2 separate regions of the Anas platyrhynchos genome follow, and region 1 is linked to region 2. A link is a contact called in public Hi-C data. All regions are on one chromosome and are shown on one strand. The core of a region is the stretch at or near the end of the contact, and the rest is flanking DNA. Distances in the headings are between cores, read along the strand shown. Region 1 overlaps ARHGAP24 (Rho GTPase activating protein 24). Region 2 holds the start of COPS4 (COP9 signalosome subunit 4).

Region 1 (4,439 bases), core at 1,305-3,804, 130 kb after region 2:
AGCGTTGGTTAACGTGAGGCTCTCCTCCCTGTCTCCCCCTCTTCCACTGTTGGGCTTGCCACAGCAGGGAAGGGGAGGGGAAATAGGTAGATATTTTGGCACACTTCAGGTAGGTTTACTTTTGCTTTCCTGGAAAGGAAACTCTGGAAACTCTGTCCTAACTGAAACCAGGACAAACATATGCATAATTTTCTTGTGTTTTGTAACTGTGAAGTATTATACAGAGTGAGTACAGCTTGAATAATAAAGAACCCAGATGTCCATCTGCACTGTGATATGAGAAAGGGATTACCGACCAATGCAGTGTGTTCCCTATGACGGCTGAGCGGCAAACATCTCTTTTTTATGTTTGTGCTACCTCATGAACAAAAGCAGGCATCCGAGTGTGCCTTTTATAATTCTACTTTAATTAAAAATGAAGTGGGAGTACAGGAAGCCGTGCCCCAGGCATGGTGGTAGCACTCAGCAGCAATTCTGAGTGAGAGGAAAGCAGCACGGGTGGTCAGAGATACTGAACCAGCGCTTATGGAAAATGCTGTAATTCCTCTGTTTGCTCTGAATGCAGGTTTGGGGTTCTCCTTTAAAATCCTTGTCAAAGACGAGTTAGACATCAGTGCAAGAAAACCGATGTAAAGAATCCCCAAAGGTTTTTTACATGCCAGTCCTGTTCAAGCCATGCTGTTTGGCTGAGAAGTGGGATCTTGTACAGAAGGTGCCGTAGTGTGTGTATGCTGATTTATTGTGTTTTGGGTACAGCTTTGTCCATGCATGCAGATGGTGGGAGAAGAAAAATGTGAAATTCATTATCCACTTGACAGTGCTTTTGATCTCATGGGACTCCTACGTACCTCCATGATAAAACCACGCTTCAAATAGGTTTGGCAGAGCGTGTCAACACCACCGCTGGGATAACGTAGGTTTAATGTCCTCAGAGTACCATTAAGTACTGTTAGATCTGCAGCTTTTTTTTTTTTTTTTTTTTTTGATGCATCAGCTCTTTTAATTCCTTTTCTGTTTTGACAGCATCAATTACATATCAACACGTTATTTAAAATAAATAGATGGGGAGTACTCCCTTGCAAATGCCCTGAAGATCCAGTTGTGTTCATAAGTTACCTTGCTCTGACAAAGGCTGGGGAGAGTTTTAATAAGGCTTTTATTCCATAGTAATTAAATAATGTCTGACTGATGACACCATAACTCAACAGATTAAATTGCAGTGTGGAAATGTGGAATGTGTCCCGTGGAGATGCACGTCAGTAATGAGAAGAGCTGGGTGGTATGTGACACCCCCTCAGACCGTGTCAGCCCTGGGTAAGGCGGCGGGGCTGTGGAGTCTGAGAGTGGGGCAGCCGTGTGTAACGTGTTGTTTGAGGTGTGTTACATTTCTTGGGCTGTAGGCAGAACTGAGACATGTGCAGCATTATTGAGGTATGTGGATTTTAACTTAAAACCAGCACTGTAATTGGCTACTGTCCTTCTCCTTTGTATTTTTATTTTTTAAAGCAGGTGGCTCATATGGTTCAGCACCTGACTAAAGTCTTTACCACAAGGTTGTGGACAGTTTCAGCCTCGGTGTAGGCAGAGTTCATCCTTGGTGGTCTCTTGTGCTTAACCTGTGTCTGTTTCTGAAGAGGAAAGGTAAAGATTAACTGCTACACTTAGCTCTTCATCTTGCCCTTTCCACCTTCAGGGGCACAGCTTGCTGCTAAGGAAAGTATCAGGGTTTTGCACAGCTCTGTTGTTCAGCACAATACACGTTCCCTTTACTAGTAAGGTGGGAGTTGCTTTGTGTGAGGTGGTGAGATCTGCACCGTGTGGCCTGTCACAGTAAGTTGAGTGGCTGCTGTCACTTACGTACTGAAGTGCCTGATCTTGGGCAGCTCTTCAACAAAACGAGGTTGAATCCCAGGCTGGATTTTTGTGCATCAGAAACAGTGGTGCCTGACCTCTCATGACGCTCCCCAGCAATATTTTCTTCTGCGGAGTGACAGAGAACTCCCTCCTAACAGGCATTGCCAAACAGGCTTATCTAACGGCCTTTGTCTGTGCTTAAAATGAATCCAAAAGCATAAAGAGATCAACCTCTCCAAATCCGTTTATTCCGTGTGCTGAGGTGGGTGACCGAGCAGCAGATAAAGACGTCTCAGACGAACAGAGCTGGTGTGCAGGCTGAGCTCTGCCCTGACGCGGTGCCAGGCACCGAGCTGAGAGCACCGCTTGTTGCTGCAGCTCTGCTTCCCTGGTGAGTCTGCATCCTGTGGCACTGGAGCCGTACTGGAGCCAGGCCCGTGGCTGTTCCTGTACTCAGTGGCTTTTTCTGAAAGGAATCACCATCCCCTTTCCATCTCAGACACGTTCCCTCTCCTGCATGGTGCGCCCTTTGCACCGGCTGGGGTCCCCCAGAGCTGGTGCAGCTGCTGTGTGCTGGCTTTCAGGGAGGCCTTGAAACTGAGGGAATTTCACAGTGGGTGTGACCGCGAGGTTAATGCAGTGAATATTCCGTTTCCTATGTGACATCCCGTGCCGGGTGATGCAAGCCAAGAGCACGGCAGTGCTGCCCTCTGCAGCCCCCCGTTGTGCTGGCCACAGGAGGCAGTGGAGTGGCTTTTAGGGCAGCCTGGTGCAGAGGAGGCTGGAAAGCTGCCTGCCCAACGTGCCTGCTGCCCAACTTGGTGGCCCCTGGAGAGTGCTTATGGATGGTAGCGATCATGGTGTAGTACTCGTCTGGGATAAAGCGATCCTGGGAGAATGGGCAGGGTGTCGGTGTGTCTGGACCATGCACTAGGGTGACGCTGTGAAGAAGAGGTAGGTTTGGTATGCATTTCCCACAGCAGCAACTTTGAATGGGCTGCAGAACAGTGATTAGATCTCGAGATGACTTCAAACAAACCCTTTCCTGCTCTGTTTTTGTTCCCACACAGGGCAGGCGAGTCAGCTTAACTCAGGGCCTGACACGCAGAAGGAATGTGGCCTCATGCCACAAGGTGTGCTTAGCTTCCTCACCTGTATTTTCTGGTGTTAGTAGCCGCAGTGCATATCTATCCTAAGGAGCTGCTTGCTCTCTCCTCATGCAGTTTATATGAAATGCTTTCCAGTTACTTCCTTTGTAGCCTGTTGGGCCCTAGGATGCTGCCTGTGTTAATGTGTAACTACAAAACCAGGTGTAGTGGTGCTGTGCTAGTGACAGGCACGCCTCCTGTTTTCTGGGGCTGCTTGAACACCGCTGTATTCTGGAGGTGGTGTACGAATTGCTGCCACTGCTCTGCGTGATGAAAAGCTCTGGGGTAGCTGTTCCAGCCCCCGAAGCGTGGCTTCTGACTCGTTGCCCTCATCTTTCTTTTAGTGCTAGGAAAAAGCTGGACTTGGAGTTTTGCAACAGGCACAAGCACAAGAGCCGTGCTGCACCCCATGGTCGCAGCATTTCTGTCTTGAGTACGGGGCTCTTACTCACGTGCTTTGACTCGTGCAGCTGTGTCAGAAAAGACTCCCTTGAATACCTTGCTTCGGGGGAAAAAAAAAAAAAAGAGAGAATGAAGTGTTCCACCTTGTATTAACACATTGCAAAAGGAGCTTCTGCTGACGAGGGATGATTCACTGCTCTGGCAGCAGAGAAGCGCCCACATGCAGTTATTCCAGGTTGCTGAATGCCAAGCGCTTGCCGTGGTGGTTGACCTTCATCTCTGTAACTGGGAGTACTTGGAAATCTGGCCCCAAATGGCTTCCATACATTTCAGAAGCACTTCTGTTCTTTATTCTTCGCCTGTTCCAGAAGGAAAGGTTTGAATATTCAGTGGTTAGGGTACGATGTTAGAGATACTTGGCTAGCTGGTGTTTCACCTGTGTGATGTCAGGAAGGCATCAAGAAGTGCCTGTTGCTAATGGCTAGTCAAAAAGAAGCAAAGAGGGTTGAGGAGGGGGAATACCAGTTGTCTTGGGCCTCCTCCTTTCCTCCTGAAACATTTATGACCTCTGCCTGGCAAACCACCCCAGTTAATAAGAATTTTGCAGCGGTACCTCTGACTCCTGAGACTGGTGGCAAAATTCCCAGCAGCTGTAAACAAGATTGCAGCCGGATGATGACAGGATGTTGTGGAAAACACTGCAATGCCTTGACATTGGAAAGGGGATTTTAGGTTGAAAATTCCTAAGTCTCCAACTGGAATTTAGCTGTAGCCATGTTTACACCCCCCCCTCTCCCCTGTGTGAATGTGCTTGGGGGAGTCATCACAAGGACTTGAATAAGTGCATGTGGTCAGGAAGTCTGTTCCAGATTTCGTCCAAATGCCCTATATGTAATAAGATCCACCACGGCTCTGGGAGTATGTTCTCAAGTGTAAAATCAAACAATAACATTCAAAGTTGGCCTTTTGTTCTTTGCAGATTTCACTGCGTTACTGCACTGCATGAAAAGAATAAGAAGCCCACAGTAACGTGCT
Region 2 (3,971 bases), core at 202-2,701:
AATTCCAGCACTGCCACATACAGATTCCTTAGGACATCAGAAAGCATTTTTAAGCACATCCTAAGTAGGAAAGGGCCACTTCTATAGTATAGGAAGGGAACAGAGCACAAACAGAAGCGAGTGACATAAAAAAACACAGTTTGTTGCAGAAGCAGAGCTCAACAACCTTCTGTAGCGAGCCTTGCTACGTCTCCCATAAAATATTTTTGAAACAAGCATAAAGGAAATGAAACCAAGGAGCTCAGACCGAGAGCTTTCCAAAGCCTAAAAGGCAGCGATAGCTCCACATGTGAGGTGTCAACATCGCTGAGGCTGGGATCCTCCACCACTCTCCATCGTCACACTTCCAGCTGACCTGTGGTGTGCAGATCCTCAACCCTTCTCCTGAGAAGCTGAGCTGAACGGCTGAGCGCTCAGTAGCGGGCTGTCAGGGCTGGGACGCGCACACGAGTGCGAGCAAAACAAACAACGCCAGACACAGCTCCCGAGACGTCACCTCGACACTTCGCCTTGCATAACCAACTTCTGAACCCCACAGCGCTCCGGGAAGCACCAAGGGCGGCTTCCAGCCACCGAGCCGCCGGGGCTGCCCTCTCCGGCGCTGTCCCCGGCAGCCTGAGGGGCGCTTCGCCCTCAGGGCGGGCACGGAGCGGGCGTTTGGGGGCAGGCCGGGCTGTTGGGTCCCTCCTCGCAAGACCCCGGCCACGGGGGAGCCACCGGAGCCAGCGGCCGCCTGGGGTCGCCCCCTGCCCGCTGGGTTTTGCCCCCCCTGCCCGCTGCCGTGCGGCTCCTGGCCCCACAGAGCCCCCCTCAGACAAAGGCCGGGCCCCGGGAGGCACCGGGCGGGCGCCGGCTCCTCCCCGCCGGCCGGGCCGGGGCCCTGCCGCCTCCCGGGGCCGCCTGAGGAGCCGCGAGCCCCTAACGGCTCCTAACGGCTCCCAACGGCCCCCAACGGCCGCCCCCCACCCCCGGCCCGGCGCCTCACCTCAGCGGCGCGGGGGTGGCCGGGAGCCGCCGGCCCCGTTTCGAAAGCTCCGCCATTTTCCGCCCGGCCCCGCCGCACCTGCCCCAACCCCAACCCCAAGCCCAAGCCCGGCCCCGGCCCCGGGGGGAGCCTCCCGCTCCCCGCCGCCCCTCACGGAGCGCCCCGCGGGGCCGAGCCTGCGCCCTGCCGCCGGCTGTCAGCGCCCCGCCGCCGCCGCACGGCTCTGCCTTCCCGCCCCCCGCGCTCACCGGGCGGCCGCTGCCCTTCCTCGTCGTCCTCCTCCTCGTCGTCCTCGTCGTTTCGCTCCGTTCAGGCTCCGCCGCCCCGCTCCCCCCCCCCCCCGCCGCGGCGCCCGGCGGCGCCCGCCCGCCCGCCGCGGCCGCGTTTGTTCAAAATCACGCGCCCCGCGCCGTTCCCCCGCCGCATCCCATAATACTCCGCCGCGCCGCCCTGGCAACCGGCGCCGCCGCCGCTCCCGCCCCCGGCCGCGGGGCTCCATGGGCGCGGGGAGGGAGGAGGAGGAGGAGGAGGAGGAGGAGGAGGGCGGCGGGGCCACAAGATGGCGGCGGCGGCGCGGCAGGAGCTGGCGCAGCTGATGAACTCCAGCGGCTCCCACAAGGACCTGGCGGGAAAGTGAGTGCCGGGGGCTGCCCCCTGCGGTACGGGGTGCTGAGGGGGAGGCTGGTTTGGTGCAGGGGGGGGCTCCGGGAGTGGGGTATGGAGGTGGCCGGGGCCCTGCGGCTGTGGTTTGTGAGGAAAAAGAAGGGGAAAAAAGGGTTTTTTGCCTCAGGGTTTGGCCGTTTTCTGCGTGTTTTTCGGTTTTGAGCGAGGCTCCGTGCGGCCATGCTGTGGGGGGACCGTTGGGGCCGCGCGGTGAGGCCAGGGCCGGGTCCTTCGGGACGCCGGTAAGCCTTCGTTTTATTCTACTTCATTATTATTTTTTTTTACTTTATTCATTTATTCTAGTTCTCTTTTATATTATTATTTCTTATTTTTCCATTTTCTCCTTTAATTTGCACGCGCGTTTTGGGTGCTGCACCTCGCTGCTCGCCGTGTGATTTCTCACGCGGATTTTTTTTTTTTCTCTTCCCTGAGGGTAGGCTGTGAAGCTGCTCGGTTACAGTAAAATTTCTTCACTCCCCGACTACCTCTTTCTTTCCTGGAGGATTTCTCTCCCTTTGGGAGCTGCACGTTAAAATTAAAATGTTTTCTTCGAAATACCTGCTGATATCTACGTTCTCTCTTGATGAACACACTTCAGACATTTTTACATTTCGGATATGTTTTGCCTCTCTTGAGTAGTAGTCGTCCTCAGGTTAAAGCCTGGAGTTGCACTGGCCTTTTGAACCATGAAAATTGAAAAAAATAAATAACATTAAAAATGTTTCCCACCCCCCACCCTCCCCTTTGAAATTAACACTTAAAAATGCATGTTTTCTGTGTGTGTTTGTCTCGGGGGACCAGAACCTGCTGCTAACTACCAAATTCCACCCCAGTTTCCTATTGTCACTGAATGTGGCAGTTTAAACCTTTGTCTTTTTTAAGTAGTGTTACTCCACAAGGGTTACGATTTTCTTTACTTATTCTGTGTCACCTCTTTTTGGCAAAAGAAAACTGCACTGATGTAGGGATATATAAATAAACTAAAAAAAAAAAAACAAAAACAAAAAACCCCAACACCTTAATTGCACAAATAATAAGATATAAGAAGATGATTGGCTACATTATTGACCCTTTTGGCCTGGGTTTTGGTAAGAGTTAGATACCAATTTCAGGTGAATGTGCCTGGCACGTGAACGTCAGTGCTTTGGAAAATATCTACCTCACAGACAGAGAGAATAAAAGCAGGAGGAAGGCTCAGGTAGAAAATAAGCAGAACAGCGGAAACAGTGAGTGAAAATGTAATCTCAGATGTTTCTTATTTTTCCTTCTCTGGACAGATATCGTCAAATATTGGAAAAAGCAATTCAGCTGGTGGGTGTAGAACAACTTGAAGCTTTGAAAGCTTTTGTGGAAGCAAGTAAGTGCTTTTGGTATAATTAATTGCAAACTGAGTGAAAGCCAGGCATACATGGGATCATGTTTATTACGTCTCCAAGAGGTTACATGAAGACATTATTTTTTGGTTCTATTGGATTAAAAATGATTAGGAAAGGAGCTATCAGCACCATGCTCAAAAGTTGAGGAAAGGTGTAAGATTTCTAAGTTAATGTAACTTTCCAACCTGTCTGTGTGGTAGTGTCTGAAGGTAAAATCGAAGTGAGCTCTGAATGCTAAAATGGATACTGGATGTTTAGCAGTGTTTTAACTAACGAACTCCTTCTTCAGTCTCAGATTAGCTTGGAAAGCAATCAGAAGAAATGGCTCGGTGTTTTTGTGTTGTATTGGACACTTAGCCTATTGATTACCTCTAAATTATACCTGTTATTTTTTTTTTTTAAATTGTGAATAAACATAGTGAAATTTAGCCGAAGGATTTATTTTGTCCAAGATATTTTTAATGTCCTATTGAGAACAATGATTCTGAATGAAATGTTTATAAAAATTATAAATCAGAGAGGAACAGGTTATTTGTTATCTGTTAGGTGTTAGAACTCTGACCTCTAGTGTTGCTGAAGGAATAAAATTCATCTTTAGAACAAACAACGCTGCTACACTGATACACAGATGTAAAATTTTGAATTACTTTAAAAAAAAAAGTAAATGATTGAAAGGCTAGGGATTGCTTACAGTGATGGCACTAAGAAGCATTGCATCTATCTTATGTTTTTCTTCCACGTGTCTCTGAACCAGTGGTGAATGAAAATGTCAGTCTAGTAATTTCACGTCAGCTGCTGACAGATTTCTGTACCCATCTTCCGAGTCTTCCCGACAGCACAGCCAAAGACATCTACCACTTCACCTTGGAGAAGATACAACCTAGAGTTATTTCATTTGAAGAGCAGGTGAGAAATCCAGTGGCAGTGGGTTTTGGTTTGCAGGCTTT

What was found. A called contact is a pair of places that touch in the nucleus more often than the background predicts.
Region 1: a Hi-C map of F1 follicle shows a contact between it and region 2, with 2.8 times the contacts expected there. The contact joins the enhancer-like site here to the promoter of COPS4 in region 2. A contact is called at or near these places in 2 of 8 Hi-C or Micro-C datasets (F1 follicle and liver).

Annotation. Positions count from the first base shown.
Region 1 is chr4:48,068,542-48,072,980 of IASCAAS_PekinDuck_T2T, forward strand. All of the region lies in intron 3 of ARHGAP24 (Rho GTPase activating protein 24), which reads left to right. Among named protein-coding and RNA genes, the nearest start is that of ARHGAP24, 110 kb to the left of the region's middle. Within about 2 kb of position 2,555, at least 3 of the 8 cell types and tissues checked have an H3K27ac peak or open chromatin away from gene starts, as enhancers often do. A contact at or near this core is called in F1 follicle, where this site is marked.
Region 2 is chr4:47,939,941-47,943,911 of IASCAAS_PekinDuck_T2T, forward strand. It overlaps COPS4 (COP9 signalosome subunit 4), which reads left to right and starts at 1,452. Exons shown (of 10, transcript XM_038178265.2): 1 at 1,452-1,618; 2 at 2,926-3,005; 3 at 3,779-3,930. The coding sequence starts at 1,545. LIN54 (lin-54 DREAM MuvB core complex component) reads right to left here and starts at 1,388. Exons shown (of 14, transcript XM_038178262.2): 1 at 1,234-1,388.